Linked DNA regions of Zea mays: all the other regions are linked to region 3. The links are chromatin contacts, called in public Hi-C maps. All regions are on one chromosome and are shown on one strand. Each heading gives the region's core, a stretch centred on a gene start, on an enhancer-like site or on the middle of the called end of the contact. The rest is flanking DNA. Distances are from core to core; before and after follow the strand shown. Region 1 has its middle 59 kb from the start of LOC103653188. Region 2 holds the start of LOC100284470 (UBA/UBX 33.3 kDa protein). Region 3 holds the start of LOC100304439 (Pentatricopeptide repeat-containing protein mitochondrial).

What was found. Hi-C and Micro-C count contacts between places; a contact is called where the count stands out from the background.
Region 1: a Hi-C map of ear shows a contact between it and region 3, with 2.0 times the contacts expected there. The contact joins the enhancer-like site here to the promoter of LOC100304439 in region 3. A contact is called at or near these places in 2 of 25 Hi-C or Micro-C datasets (ear and tassel).
Region 2: a Hi-C map of tassel shows a contact between it and region 3, with 4 times the contacts expected there. The contact joins the promoter of LOC100284470 here to the promoter of LOC100304439 in region 3. A contact is called at or near these places in 2 of 25 Hi-C or Micro-C datasets (ear and tassel).

Annotation. Positions count from the first base shown.
Region 1 is chr4:44,785,225-44,789,285 of Zm-B73-REFERENCE-NAM-5.0, reverse strand. No RefSeq gene overlaps it. Among protein-coding and RNA genes, the nearest start is that of LOC103653188, 59 kb to the right of the region's middle. Within about 2 kb of position 1,950, at least 16 of the 20 cell types and tissues checked have an H3K27ac peak or open chromatin away from gene starts, as enhancers often do. A contact at or near this core is called in ear and tassel, where this site is marked.
Region 2 is chr4:45,776,852-45,781,138 of Zm-B73-REFERENCE-NAM-5.0, reverse strand. LOC100284470 (UBA/UBX 33.3 kDa protein) reads right to left here and starts at 1,374. Exons shown (of 12, transcript NM_001157365.2): 1 at 1,341-1,374; 2 at 654-749; 3 at 248-324. The coding sequence starts at 747. It overlaps LOC103653200 (ubiquitin carboxyl-terminal hydrolase 1), which reads left to right. Exons shown (of 6, transcript XM_023302344.2): 5 at 2,293-2,455; 6 at 2,929-4,287.
Region 3 is chr4:45,291,559-45,295,953 of Zm-B73-REFERENCE-NAM-5.0, reverse strand. It overlaps LOC100304439 (Pentatricopeptide repeat-containing protein mitochondrial), which reads right to left and starts at 2,709. Exons shown (of 1, transcript NM_001165872.2): 1 at 715-2,709. The coding sequence starts at 2,658. The coding sequence ends at 1,288.

The sequences.
Region 1 (4,061 bases), core at 701-3,200, 510 kb after region 3:
GTTAGAAGGAAGGCTGGCAGACTTTGGAAATTTTCAGATAGGGAATAGTGGCCAGTGCTGAATTTCAGTGATTGGCATGACTTTGGAGCTGTGTGGTGCCTGTTCTCGATGGTTTTGGACTGTGATCTTTATAACAAAGTTGAAGATCATATGTAAATGAACCAATCTCCTTAAGTGAGTTGGATGTGATCCCACAAAAAGGTGAAAAAACAACTACCTGAAAGTGCCCTGTCAGGCTATAAGTTTCGTGCTCAGTCTTAGATAACTGGGTATGGTTCCTGTGAATTTCAGCCAACTTTGGGGACCTATAGTTTGTGATTCTTGTATCCTTGACCCTGGAAAACTATTGTAAACTTATAGACCTATAGTTAAGGAACAAAATTGCTTCAGTAATATAGGTCTGTCATTGTTTGGAGAAGGGAGCAAAGGAGCGAATGAGGTTGGTACTGCTGTCGACTGAAGTAGTTCAGGGTTGTGAAATCTGAGAAACATATCCATCTCCACCAGTGCTCTGGAGGTTTCTAGTGATTGCACCGAAAGGAACTTGTAGCCTAGGGGGGATAACTTGTCCCAGCTTTACCACTTCATGGATCAGAGCAAGGAGGTAATAATCTTGGCCATAGTGACTCAGTTGCTTCACTATTTGTCTTGCTGTCCAACATTCAACAGAAGGAGAAGTAAAGTTTCCTATGTGCTTGGCTCTGCATGGGAAGCCTGCAGTTGATATAGAGGAACAATTTAACCCCAGTTAGCCACGGTGAAAGCCCCCAGTGTAACCCCAACCAGTGCAGCTCATGTGTTTGACCCTAGTTAAACAAAGAGGTGATAAGAGATGGAAACTGAATCTGTATATATATTTCAATTAAGCCCTTGGCCTGCTCACTACGCCCTGTTTGTTTCGACTTTTTGTAGCTTCTGGCCACAAAAAGCTGCTGCGGACTACCAAACACTCAGCTTTTCAGCCAGCTTCTATAAAATTTGTTTTGGTAAAAACCATTCAAAATCAACATAAACATATAATCGGTTGAGTCGTCGCAATAGTAGTAATCCGTCACTTTATAGATCCTGAGCCTCATGAACAATTTTATCTTCCTTCGCACGTAATCCTAACGATACTCAGATTCTCTACACTGCTAGATTCTTCCCACAGCTAGATTCTCGGGAAAGCTGGTCAGAAAAAAAAACTGAACCAAATAGGCCCTATGCCATGCCATCCCTCAGCATCTAAGACAAACCGTCAAGCTCTCTCTACCTCTCTGTTTCGTTGAGGAGGCCAGAACGTCGTGCAGACACTAACAGTGGTGACCATCACCACCGAATCTCCCATCTCCCCGTGGACAACCTTTTCGGGAAGGTAACACGTTCGATGTGCTCACATTTCAGGACATAGGGGTCATAGTGTTGCTCACAAAATCTTCCTTTTGAACTCTACCGTAGTAGTTTCACCGGAACACCATCAAGCAATCCGGTGAACGCCGTCGAGGAGACCTTCCATGTCGACCGATTGAATCTGATCCTCCCTAACCCAACCAATGTGAGCATCGTATGCTTGACAGATTGCTAAAACTTTCCATAGCCAAGGGTTGAACGCTACTGCGTTAAAAACTCCGGTCTATCTCATCGGAGCTCAGGTCTCCGCCGTCACTGTGGTCTGGGCGGTTTAGGTCATTTGAATCCGATTCACTCAAGAGATATGTTGGGCTGAGCTCGGATAACACATAGTTGTGTTGACCCTTGCCGGAGCCGGCCACCGTTGGCTAGTTGCGAGCGCGCAAGCATGTGTTCGACTTAGGGCCGCTGGAGCCACGGTCGTGGACCGGAGTTTGTGAATAAACGAAAAGGAAAGGACCTCGGTGCACATGTTAGTGAAACAACAGAATAGGGCACGAGACTCTTGTTCGGTTAATTGATTTAGTGGGGGTCTGAATGAAAAACTGCGGAACGGCAGGCACGTGCCTCGTGCGAGGGCGCCATATCTGGCTGTGCTGGGCCTTCTCGGACCGGTTTCGGCCCAGTACTATTGGTAGTTTCCTTTTTATTTTTGGTAGCAGGTTACAGAATTCATCATAAATTGTAGAAAACTGCAAAAATTACCAAACCAATTTTGTAGAATCCAAGAAATTATGTAGTTCTATTAAAATTTATTCTTAGGATTTTTTCAGCAACTAGTAAATTCTTAATCATTTTAAAGTACCCTTAAGAAGCCTAAAAGAATTTTAGAAATAAAAACATAGATTCAAAAATCATAAAAATTTGTGGAAAAATTAGTTTTCCTTAGAGTAGCTTCTGGTAAAAATCTAAGCCTGTTTGGAGTCGATTTGCTTAGAGAACCATAAACTATCTAAAAATGGGTAATTAGAACTCTAAACCTTGAATTACTATAAGGTTAAATAAAACTTAAATCATACAAAATATTAAACAGCAAGGTTGACAAGCTTTAAAATATGTATTCTCTGATTTTCTGAGGAAAATTTAGTTTGATCGCGTTAAGCCAACATTAGGTAACCTAGAACTATAAGTATAATCACTAAATGTTTAATTACGAGCATTTAAGCTTTCCACCTCTCCCTGAGTAAGAGTTTGCATAGCATATCATTACATGAGCATTCATATACTTGATATTGACTTGTAGAGCACCGAGAAGAAGAATTTGAAGTGGAAGTGGAAGAGGAGCCTGTTCCTACATCTGAAACTTCTCCAACTGAGGTTGTTCCTGAAGGTACTCTCGAGGGTGCTCCAGTAGGGTTTGCTGCCAACTGCAATATCCTAGTAGAAGAGCCTGACTCATCTCCTCATCAAGGCAAGCTCCAGTGCATTTACCACCTCCTTGTTGTTATAAAACTTTTATCACTTATATGCTGCATTAGGTGGTAAGAGTTGAATGATTAAACTTTGTTGCATACTTCCTTGAACTATGGATTATCATTCGTGATACCTGATTTGAAAAGCTAGATGTGCTTATTATGCTTATAGACTAGGAACAAAATGTTTTGAGATATGAATCATGTTTTTACAAAGAAAAAGGGACTAGAGTGATGAAGGTATCAAAGGCCTTGATGACTTCATCATTTCAGCAGGGTATCTCTGACAGGTACCAAGTTTTCAGAAATAGTTTTATTTGAGACCAGACGTTGAGCTGGAAAGGTCGCCCGTCTGTGTCACTTAAGGACCGCAACGATTGTTGGCCTGCTGATCTAGGACCCTTTAACTAGCCACATGCCTCATCATGGGAAATCTTAGCCTCGGTCGGACCAATACAAGAACAACTCGCACGCACTGGGAGTGGAGAGATGGTGGGAGTAACGTGTTCCCACCTAGCAAGTGGCTAAATGGTGGGGTACTGTGCTCTCGGGTCACGTGAACCCGCTCTGGTCTTGAGAAACCCGAGTGTGAGTTGACATAAGCCAGGGTTAAGTGCTACATATATCGTGTGGTTGGAGATCCCCAGCTAGGTATTAATCGATTCGGATCGCCGTACTTCTCGGATATGAAGACTGGATCTTCAACCCTCGTCGTAGATAAGAAATGAAACAAGGCTACATGATGTAAAAGAAAGCTGGACTAGGCCAACTGATTGAACTAGACCAGGTAAATCTAGAGAAAGGTAATCACTTAACTTGGAAAATAAGAAAAAAAGATTGTGATGCATTTCCTTTCCATTACTTAGCCTCGAGCTTTAATCTCGGGACGAGATTCCTTTTAGGAGGAAAGGATGTAACACCCCTGGTGTTACTAGAACTAAAACTTGGCATGACATCATGTGCATTGACATGGTTGTGGGTTGTGTTGTAATACACCTAGAATGCATTCACCGGGATTAAAAATAATTTAAACCTAATGTCTTAATCAGTGGATAGCAGAAGACCTAGTGGGAGAAACTTTAATCTTAACCTCAACAATGGAAATTATGATCTTGCAGCGTTTGGCCAAAAGTCAAAATATGAAACTTATAAAGTTTCCATACCAAACAACTTTCATATGTGGAGAATACCAAGTTTAAAAACAAAAAGTAGAGAAAAGCTCACAATTTAGTCTGGACCTAAATTTTTGAATCCTAAAAT
Region 2 (4,287 bases), core at 125-2,624, 490 kb before region 3:
ATATAAATGTAGTATTATAGTGTCAAGTATTATGATGGCAGTTGCTTCACAGGTTCATATTAACAACATTTGGAAGGTTCCAAGCTATAATCTCCGACCAATTTTTTTAAGGGACATTCAAATTGCATGAAGTGAAAACTTCTTATAGCCCCACCAACACCTCGAGAATAGTATCAGAACACAGAATAGTGCTCATGAGAAAGGACTTCAGCTAATAAAGAACATCCCTTGTTAAGAAATCACCTACCAGTGGTAGCCGATCAATATCTGGGTCACTTTCATGTTCCAGAAGCCAGTTTACAGCAGATTCAAGATTGGAATTACCTGAACAAGACATATTATTATCTCTCCAATTTATTGAACTACATGCTAAATAAATAATATACTGAATATCTATAATAAATATGTTGCTGGAGCTTTGTATAATTTGCATTTTTACGAAATGGCATATCTATCAACTGCAATGCCATCAGTGAATAGGGATAACACACAAACCATGGAAGGATGGGCACAAATACAAAAAAACACTTCGCAACCATAGAAGGGACCAACTGTCGTGTAGTTTCTATTTTGTGTATTATCGATCTGTCTTTGGCAAAGAAAAACATTGTAATGCAAACCTGTACCTAGCAAGTTTGTTTGAAAAGGCATACCTGAAAAATGGAGTGCCCTAACTGAACGTGCAGTTGGGAATCCCATGGCTTCAAGTTCACCAAGCATTTTCTTGTCAACTTGTGGGACAGCCATCACTAGAAGACAGATGAACAAAAATAAGAGCTCACCAATTGCTACAAATGCAAAACTAGAGGGAATAGATAATGAGGGAAACAGATAGCAATGTCAAACTATTGGCTCAATTCAAGCAGATGTTTCATACAACTAACAATTAATTAAACAAACAGTTGCGTAAGCAGAAAAAATCAAAGAGTTACCAATGATTAAATGCCCTACCCTCCCCCCAATGATCTTACATAATTTAAGCTATATTCTAGGAGCTTAATTTGCAAATCTTGATTCTATGTCTAACATAAAAGCTATAATGCTCTACAATTTAAATTAGAACTAACATATGTGTTCTGTGAAGCACCTAGGACCTGTGTGTGTGTTAATGCTAATAGTATGTTGGCTTTTATCACTATACATGGAAGAATAGGTATGCTAGAAACAAAACCTAACCTGAAATATTACAGGTTATAATGCATCGGCACAAGAACCATAAAGTGCAAGCAATGGAAAAGCACAAGATTGAGCAAGTTTGATGAAGTATTCACAAGACTTCCAGTTTGCTTTGAAATTCTGGTGACAGAACAAGTTGATGAAATTACGAATAGGAAATTTACCTTTTCAGAGCTCTTTCCTCACTTTGTAATCCTTGAGCCAAGATGATGTATGAATCCTCTTCCCATATAAGTAGAGCAAAGAGCTATAAGCTACTGCAGATGGAAATGGGAGTGCGAAAATTAGATGTAGAGGATTAGGGCTTTGCTTCTTCTGCACTTCATTCTTGTCTTTTCCTCCCAGATGGGTCTTGTGGTGTCTCAGGAGACTCGGGTGACTTCTTTCTTCCTGCAGTAACTTATGCCTTCCCTCATGCTTAGGGTTTCCCTCTTGAACCAACAGCTAGCCTACTCACAAATAGATCGATTCCTTCGTTTGGGTTACAACTTAGAAGATCAAACAAACCAAGTCACTAAGAAAATCAACAACAGAGTAATAAAGAGTAACCCTGAAGTCTTGGTGTACCTCAAGCATTAGATGACGATATTCATTCAGTATACAACTGAATTGCCTAGTCAGCATTGCCTTATACTTCATGAGTCACACAAGATACTAAGAGAGGAAAATGAAGTTGGAATTACTGTCAAGTCATAAATGCCTCCAGAGCCCTGGTTTTTTTACCACTGTCTTGCAGAAGCTCATCACATATATCATGTTAGGATGAAGAGAATGACAACTTGTATATTCTAGAGGGCTTAAAGGGCAAAAATACATGTGGTAACTTTACAGTAAGAACCCTAGATTCTATGGAGAACAAAAAGAGAACTATGCATATACACACTAACAGGTCAAACATCTTCAGTAATGCTAAACTATAGTTAGCTATAGATAATAATTTCAGTTCCTAAAATATTCTTAGAGAAGGCGGATATGGAGCAGTTTACAAGGTTACTCCTCACAATTTACTCTTGCGAATGCATTTTCTAATATTTTCTTGTAGATGTTGGTAATTAATGCAGATTTGTAGAAACGTATATGGTCAGTCATATAATTAACTATGTTCCTTTTTTCCAGGGTAAGCTACCTGATGGGAGGATAATAGCTATGAAGCAACTTTCCCAAACATCACATCAGGGGAAAAAAAGCAAGTTTGCAGAAGTGGCCACAATTTTTGCTGCGCAATGCCCACCCACAACAAATATGATTGCGTACCGTGTTAACGCACGGTACAGTCATTGTAAGACCGTGTCCAATAATTTATCTATAGTTTATTCAAAATACTGTTTGTTTAGAATACATTATTCAGAGGATGGAATTTAAATATGGATATAGATAAATGTAAGCGTTAGACTGGCCCCGCCTAACCGCTCGGCTCCCCGCTTCTGGGCACCGGCCGGCGTGATCGCAGCGGCTCAGCGTTCCCGTCGTCGGTTAATAAGCTGAGGATGTATTTGGTTTGCTTTTGGCTTTGACTTTTGTCCCATAAAAACCAATAGTCAAACCAAAGGATTGGATTCATAAAGTAGTTTTTTGTAAAAGCCGATTTTTTTCGCAGTGCAAAATTGAAAGCACTGCCGAACCTGTTTTTAGTGGTTTTCAGATAGAACTGTGAAAACATATATCGAAAAACTTTTAACGGTTTTTTATGGTTTTCACCAAACGATTTTTAACTTTTTAACAACTCACAACCTATAACAATTTTTTTCACAGCTTACAACACACAACAACTTTGTCAGCGAAGCGGAGGAAGCAGTCATCGGTGCGGCAAATGACAAAGAAGGTTTGGCTGCAACAGCAGGAGATGGGCCGTGTCGGGCCAAAAGGCTGAGGAAGCGCAACCCAAAGGTCTTTGGGCCGGCGTGGGTAAACAGCACAGAGTAATCCAGCCGATTATTAAATAAGGGTTCGACGGCGCGTAGGGTTTTTTATGCTGTAACAGAACTCTAGACTCTAGTTCTTCTTCCTTTCCAAGTACTATCTCAACTACTCTGTTCTCCGTCTCTGCATTCTCCAGATATTGTGTGTGTGTTCCAACTTATGCAAGTCGTTAACAAGTGGTATCAAAGGTTACCGATCCTTGGCTTGTGGGTGTTGACGCGCTGGATCGCGGCGACCAGCAGCATTACTTTACCCGTGCTCGCCTCCGACGTGTTCTCATGAATCCAGACACTCAACTCATCCTGGATGAGTTGTCGCGGCGTTTCTCTGAACATGACTCCAAGTGGGATCGCAGAGTGGCCGAGCAGGAGTCGCGTTGGAACGCGACCTTCTCGGAGTTCACCACTGGACAAGACCGCTGCGTGGGGGCTCTAGAACAAGCCACTGGTGTGCTGGAAGATTGGCGGATGAACATGGAAGGGATGATGGATGACCTGCGACTCGAGGTGGGCAAGATCTCCAAAAATTGGGAGCGTGCTGTAGTGGACAATTCGTCCGCTATGGCGGGCATCCTCGCTCCTTCTCCACCGGCTGTCGAGCAACAACCTGCCGGAGTTCCAGCCAACAGGCCCCATGGGCACCGCGTCGAATCGAGCCACCGGGAGGATGGTTTTGGGTCGGTCACCACCCTCCTCCATACCCCGGTCAAGGGTATGTGTTCATCATTGCCTCGTTCTCCAGCTGTGCATACTTCGGAATTCCATCAGCATGTGGGCGATCTGTCATATCCAACCATGGGGGGCGCGATGCGTGGTCGTTTGCCTAAGTTGAATTTTCCTGTGTTTGATGGCGAAAACCCCAAATTATGGATCCGTCGCAGCCATGACTACTTTGACATGTATGAAGTAGAACCGCACCTATGGATCAGGGTAGCGTCGATGCATTTTGTTGGGGGGGCTGCTCGGTGGTTTTCATCTCTGGACGAACATTCACACTTATCTAGTTGGCCTGTTTTTTGCCGCGTGCTTTTAGAGCGTTTTGGAAAAGATGAGCATGAGTTGTTTATTAGACAATTGTTTCGCATTCGTCAACATGGCACAGTAACTGAATATGTAGATCAGTTTTCTTCATTAGTAGACAAGTTGGTGTCGTACGGGCGACCTGTGGATCCTCTCTATTTTGTGCAACGTT
Region 3 (4,395 bases), core at 1,460-3,959:
GAACCAACCAATAAACTAATGTGTAGTTGACGATGTAGCTAATAGTTAGCTGCACTATTGGCTGAAAGTGTTTGGATGTCTCCAGCTAATAGCCCAACTATTAGCTAAGTTATTTGAATATCTCCAGCTAATTTTAGCTTTTAAATATTAGCTCTACATTCAAAAGAGCCTTAGTAGAAAAAAAAACACCCAAGCATCTAGCTGCTAAAAGAATTGTCACTTCATTTCCCGTTTGCCTTCTACTGTCCTAGGGTAAAATTGTAAATTAACAGAGTTTGATGTATATGGTTTTATCACCATAGGAACTTAAGAAAGTAAGGTTTACAGGAGAGACAAATTTTTAGATGAAAAATAACGAGTAAAAGCAACGTAATTTTAAGACAGTTAATTGGCAAACGTATCAGTGGTTTAAACAGCAACAGTGAGCTACTGAGCTATACAACAAAGGTAACTTGCCTCCTAAAGTTGGTATTCAATCAAAATATTCTGAGTATTTCTTCCACATTATTGAGCATCAATGGGGACAATCAACAGTACATAAATCCATTTAGCACAATCACGGATTGAACTTACTGTACTTACTTCTTTTGACCATGATAACTTTCAGTGCACAACTCAACTGTGAATTCATTAACGAAAAGTGTACATTATTTAACCACAGAATTGACGATCAAATCACAGATTAAAAAAATAACAATCCATCAATCTTATTTTGGACACTTGAAAAGTTGGTAAATCTTGTTAGGCACAACAAAACAGCAGATTTTACTGGCTTATGACGAGATTAAATTTACACGAAGAAGAAATATAAGTGTCATTTCTACCTGAAAATCTAGTAGCAGCACCACACAGCTTGCAAGGTCCAAACTGGAAGAGAAAACCGCATCTAGTTCCCCATCTATTTAGATAGCGTTTGCTTCCATAGTCACTTGGGATACAACAGCTCCGTCCCCGGAAGCGGCTCTGTCCAGAAGATTTTGGGAATGAACATATTTTTTCATTTTTAGAATCACTCCATCGTACGTGGAACCAATCCAAACAACAATAAACTGAGAGTGAAATGGCTCTGTCCCACCATACTTCGGAACTAAACGTTATCTTAAGATAGTGTTTGGTTCCGAAATATGGTAAAATTGAGCCCTTATGCTCCTAATTTATTTTTGTTTGGATGATTTCATATAAAATCGAGTGGTTCTAAAAATAGAAAATTATGCTTCCCAAAATCCTCGAACGAAGCTGCTCCTGAAGAGTTGTTCCATCCTAACTAACTCCAGAACCAAACCCTATCTAATTTCCCTTCAGGGACACCTCAAGCTGTTCCAATCTCCGGGCAAGGTCATGCTTCCCACAATGTCGAAGGCCATCAACTACAGCACTAAAGGTCGGTGCCCGGGGTGTGAACCCTGCCTCACTCATCTCAACGAGGTAGTTTGCAGCTTCCACAAACCGACCGCCCCTCACGCACATTTTGACAAGCATCACATACACAGGGCGATTCGGTGGATGCCCCTTCGTCTTCATATCACCAAAGAAAGCGAAAGCATCTGCAAAGCGTCCTGCCTTACAAAGCGCCTTGATGATTGCCGCATATAGACTCGGGAATGGACGATGGCCATCCTCAACAGCCGCATAGAACAGCCGGAATGCCTCCTCAATTTTGCCAACCTTGGCCACAGCCGGTAGCATCACCTTGTATGTTGAGATGTCTGGACACAGGCCTCGACTGGAAGCATCAGCAAGAAGAGACACGGCGAAGTCCACGTCTCCAGCATTGCAAAGCGCCTCGGCAAGGGAGTTGAATGTAGCAACGTCGGGGAGGATGCCTTCCTTGGTCATACGGAGGGCAAAGGCCTTGGCCTGCTCCAGATGCCCAGCGCGAACGAGCCCGTCGACGAGGAGGTCACGGCCGCGCACCGGTGGGCGGAGCCCGCGGCCCGCCATGTCATCGAGGAACGCCTGCGCCTCCTGGAGCTTCCCCGCCGCGCACCAGGAGTCAACGAGGGTGCTGAACGTGGCGCGGTCGGGTGCAACGCCCTTGCGCGCCATCCTGCGGAGCAGCTTGTAGGCGCCGGTGAAGTTGCCGTTGGCGCAGAGCGCGTCGAGGAGGGCGTTGTAGACCTCGGTGGTCTGCGGGCAGCCAAATCGAGGGAGGCGATTGAACACCTCGACGGCCTGGTCGGGGAGGCGGGAGTGGCCGTAGGACGAGATGACCGCGGAGAAGGTGGTCGGCGAGAGGGGGAGGCCGAGGCCTCGCATGTCGGAGGCGAGGGACCAGAGGTGGGGGAAGAGCCGCGCGCGCGCGAGTGGGAGGAGCAGCGCGTCGAAGTGCTCGGCTGAGGCGGCGAAGGACGGCTTGGCGCGGAGCCAGGAAAGGAAGCGCGTGGCGTGGAGCGGCGCGGCGGGGGCGGCGGCGCGGATGACGCGGAGCGCTAGGTCGGTGGGGAACGGGGACGGGAGGCGGAGGCGGTTCAGGGTGCGCTCCAGGTAGAAGTCCCGCCGCACGATGGTGGAGAGGTGGTGCACCGCCGCGAAGTAGGCGTCCTTCGAGGTCGGGTGCTGCGGCTGCGGCGCTCCCGCCGCGACCGCGGGGAGTTCGGAGAGCGTGGAGAGGCGGCGGAGGCGGAGGCCGAGGCGGCACAGGACGGCGGCCGCCGACATGGCTCACCTCGGCTGCGGACTGCGGTCGCCACACTGCGCTAACATTCGTGGACCGTTCCAAACGGCTAGCTGGGCCTAGGTCGAAATAGTATTGGCAAATAGCCTGCTAACGAAATGGGACCAACTATGCACATGGGCTGGTAGGTCTTGAGTTGCTTCGAGCTGGTACTATTAAAGCCCACAGCTTTAGCATTGCGGAGGGTCGTAGGGTTTCCATCTGTTTCTCGTCGATGCCCTCCGCCGCCGTCGCGCCGTTCTTCCTCCTCTCATCGTCATAGTCTCCTTGGGTAGGTTCTGTGAGTTTCCAAAGGTACAGAGCGTCGCGTAGGCTCGTAGCTAATTGTCATTTGGTTTCGTGGTTCTTGCTCCGAATCGACAATCGTGTTGTTTCTTTGCAATTTGTTTGTCATCTGGTTTCGTAGTTCTTGCTCCGAATTGGCACTCGTGTTGTTTCTTTGCAACTGTGGAGCAGAAATGGCGGTGCCCGCTGCTGACTCATGAGGCCTCACCTCGACGACTAAGAATGCCTTGAGTTCTTATCCATAATTCTTATCTGAATTCTGAAATGATGCCCGTTGTATTTGTTGCAGACCGTATCAATCTGAATCTTGATTACTGTTTTCATCTGTCGTTCGAGTAATTTTAATGGGGATTTAGCCTTGTTGAGTAACTTCTTATGGTTTGAAATATAGCGAAGATGGCTGTTAAACTGTCTATGCGAGGAAGCGTTATTGTTCAGTACTCGTAGTATCTGTTAGTTTTTGTTCTTGCACGATACAGTCGCTGGATAAAAGCACTGTACTCGTAGTATCTGTGTTTGAGTAGAGACAAGTAATTCTAACTATCTACACATGTAGCATACACATGCACAGTCAAATTTGCTGTGGACACCTGGTGTTTTCATGAACGAACCTTGCATGCAATAGAGTTAGGAACTTTAATTGCAGACTTTTATTCAGTTAACCTTTTTTATCGATAATTGTTTCTGAAAGAAAAGGATATGATGGCTCAGTAAAAGGTCTGAGGTAGAAAACATGTTTCTTAAGTGAGCATCGGGATAAAGGAAGAGGGCCCTAGCCCTTGCGTAAGTATAGCACTGTGGCTCTCGCAAACTCTTCTACATCAATTGCTTCATGGCTTCATGAAGTGGGTCGGATTAAAAAGGCGTGGGCTTCATTCAGAGCATGAATGCTTGCCTAGACTTCTCCCAACATTTTTAGCCCGACGCTCGCTTAAGAAAACCATGGTTTCTGCATGATCACATCATTATGGCTGATCCTTTCTCGGAAACAACTTGTTTTGCTTTCAAAGCAACTTTCTTGAGGTAGCATTTCTTTAGTGGCACTATGTTGCACTAGATTTCACATTTTGCTTTCGATGAAACTTTGCAACGATATGATAGTTGCTTTCCTGCATGATCAACTGATTTTTTTGCCAGTACCGTATAGCTATTTATTCATGCTAAACAGCCATTTAAACGGGCTAAACAGACGTGGTAAGTCACTGTGTGGTGTGTACACGAACAACATTTTTTTTTGCTTATCCTTGCATGATCAATACACTACTGCAATATTACTGCTTTATTATTGCTTTTGTTTCATGAAAATTTGCAAGGATGACATCACCCGTTATATGTACTTTTTAAACTGTTAACACCAACTAATACATTTGACAGCATCTGTCTTGTGCCCAAAGAACATACCCCAACACCCCCTGGCACCTGCATCCTGTGTGCAT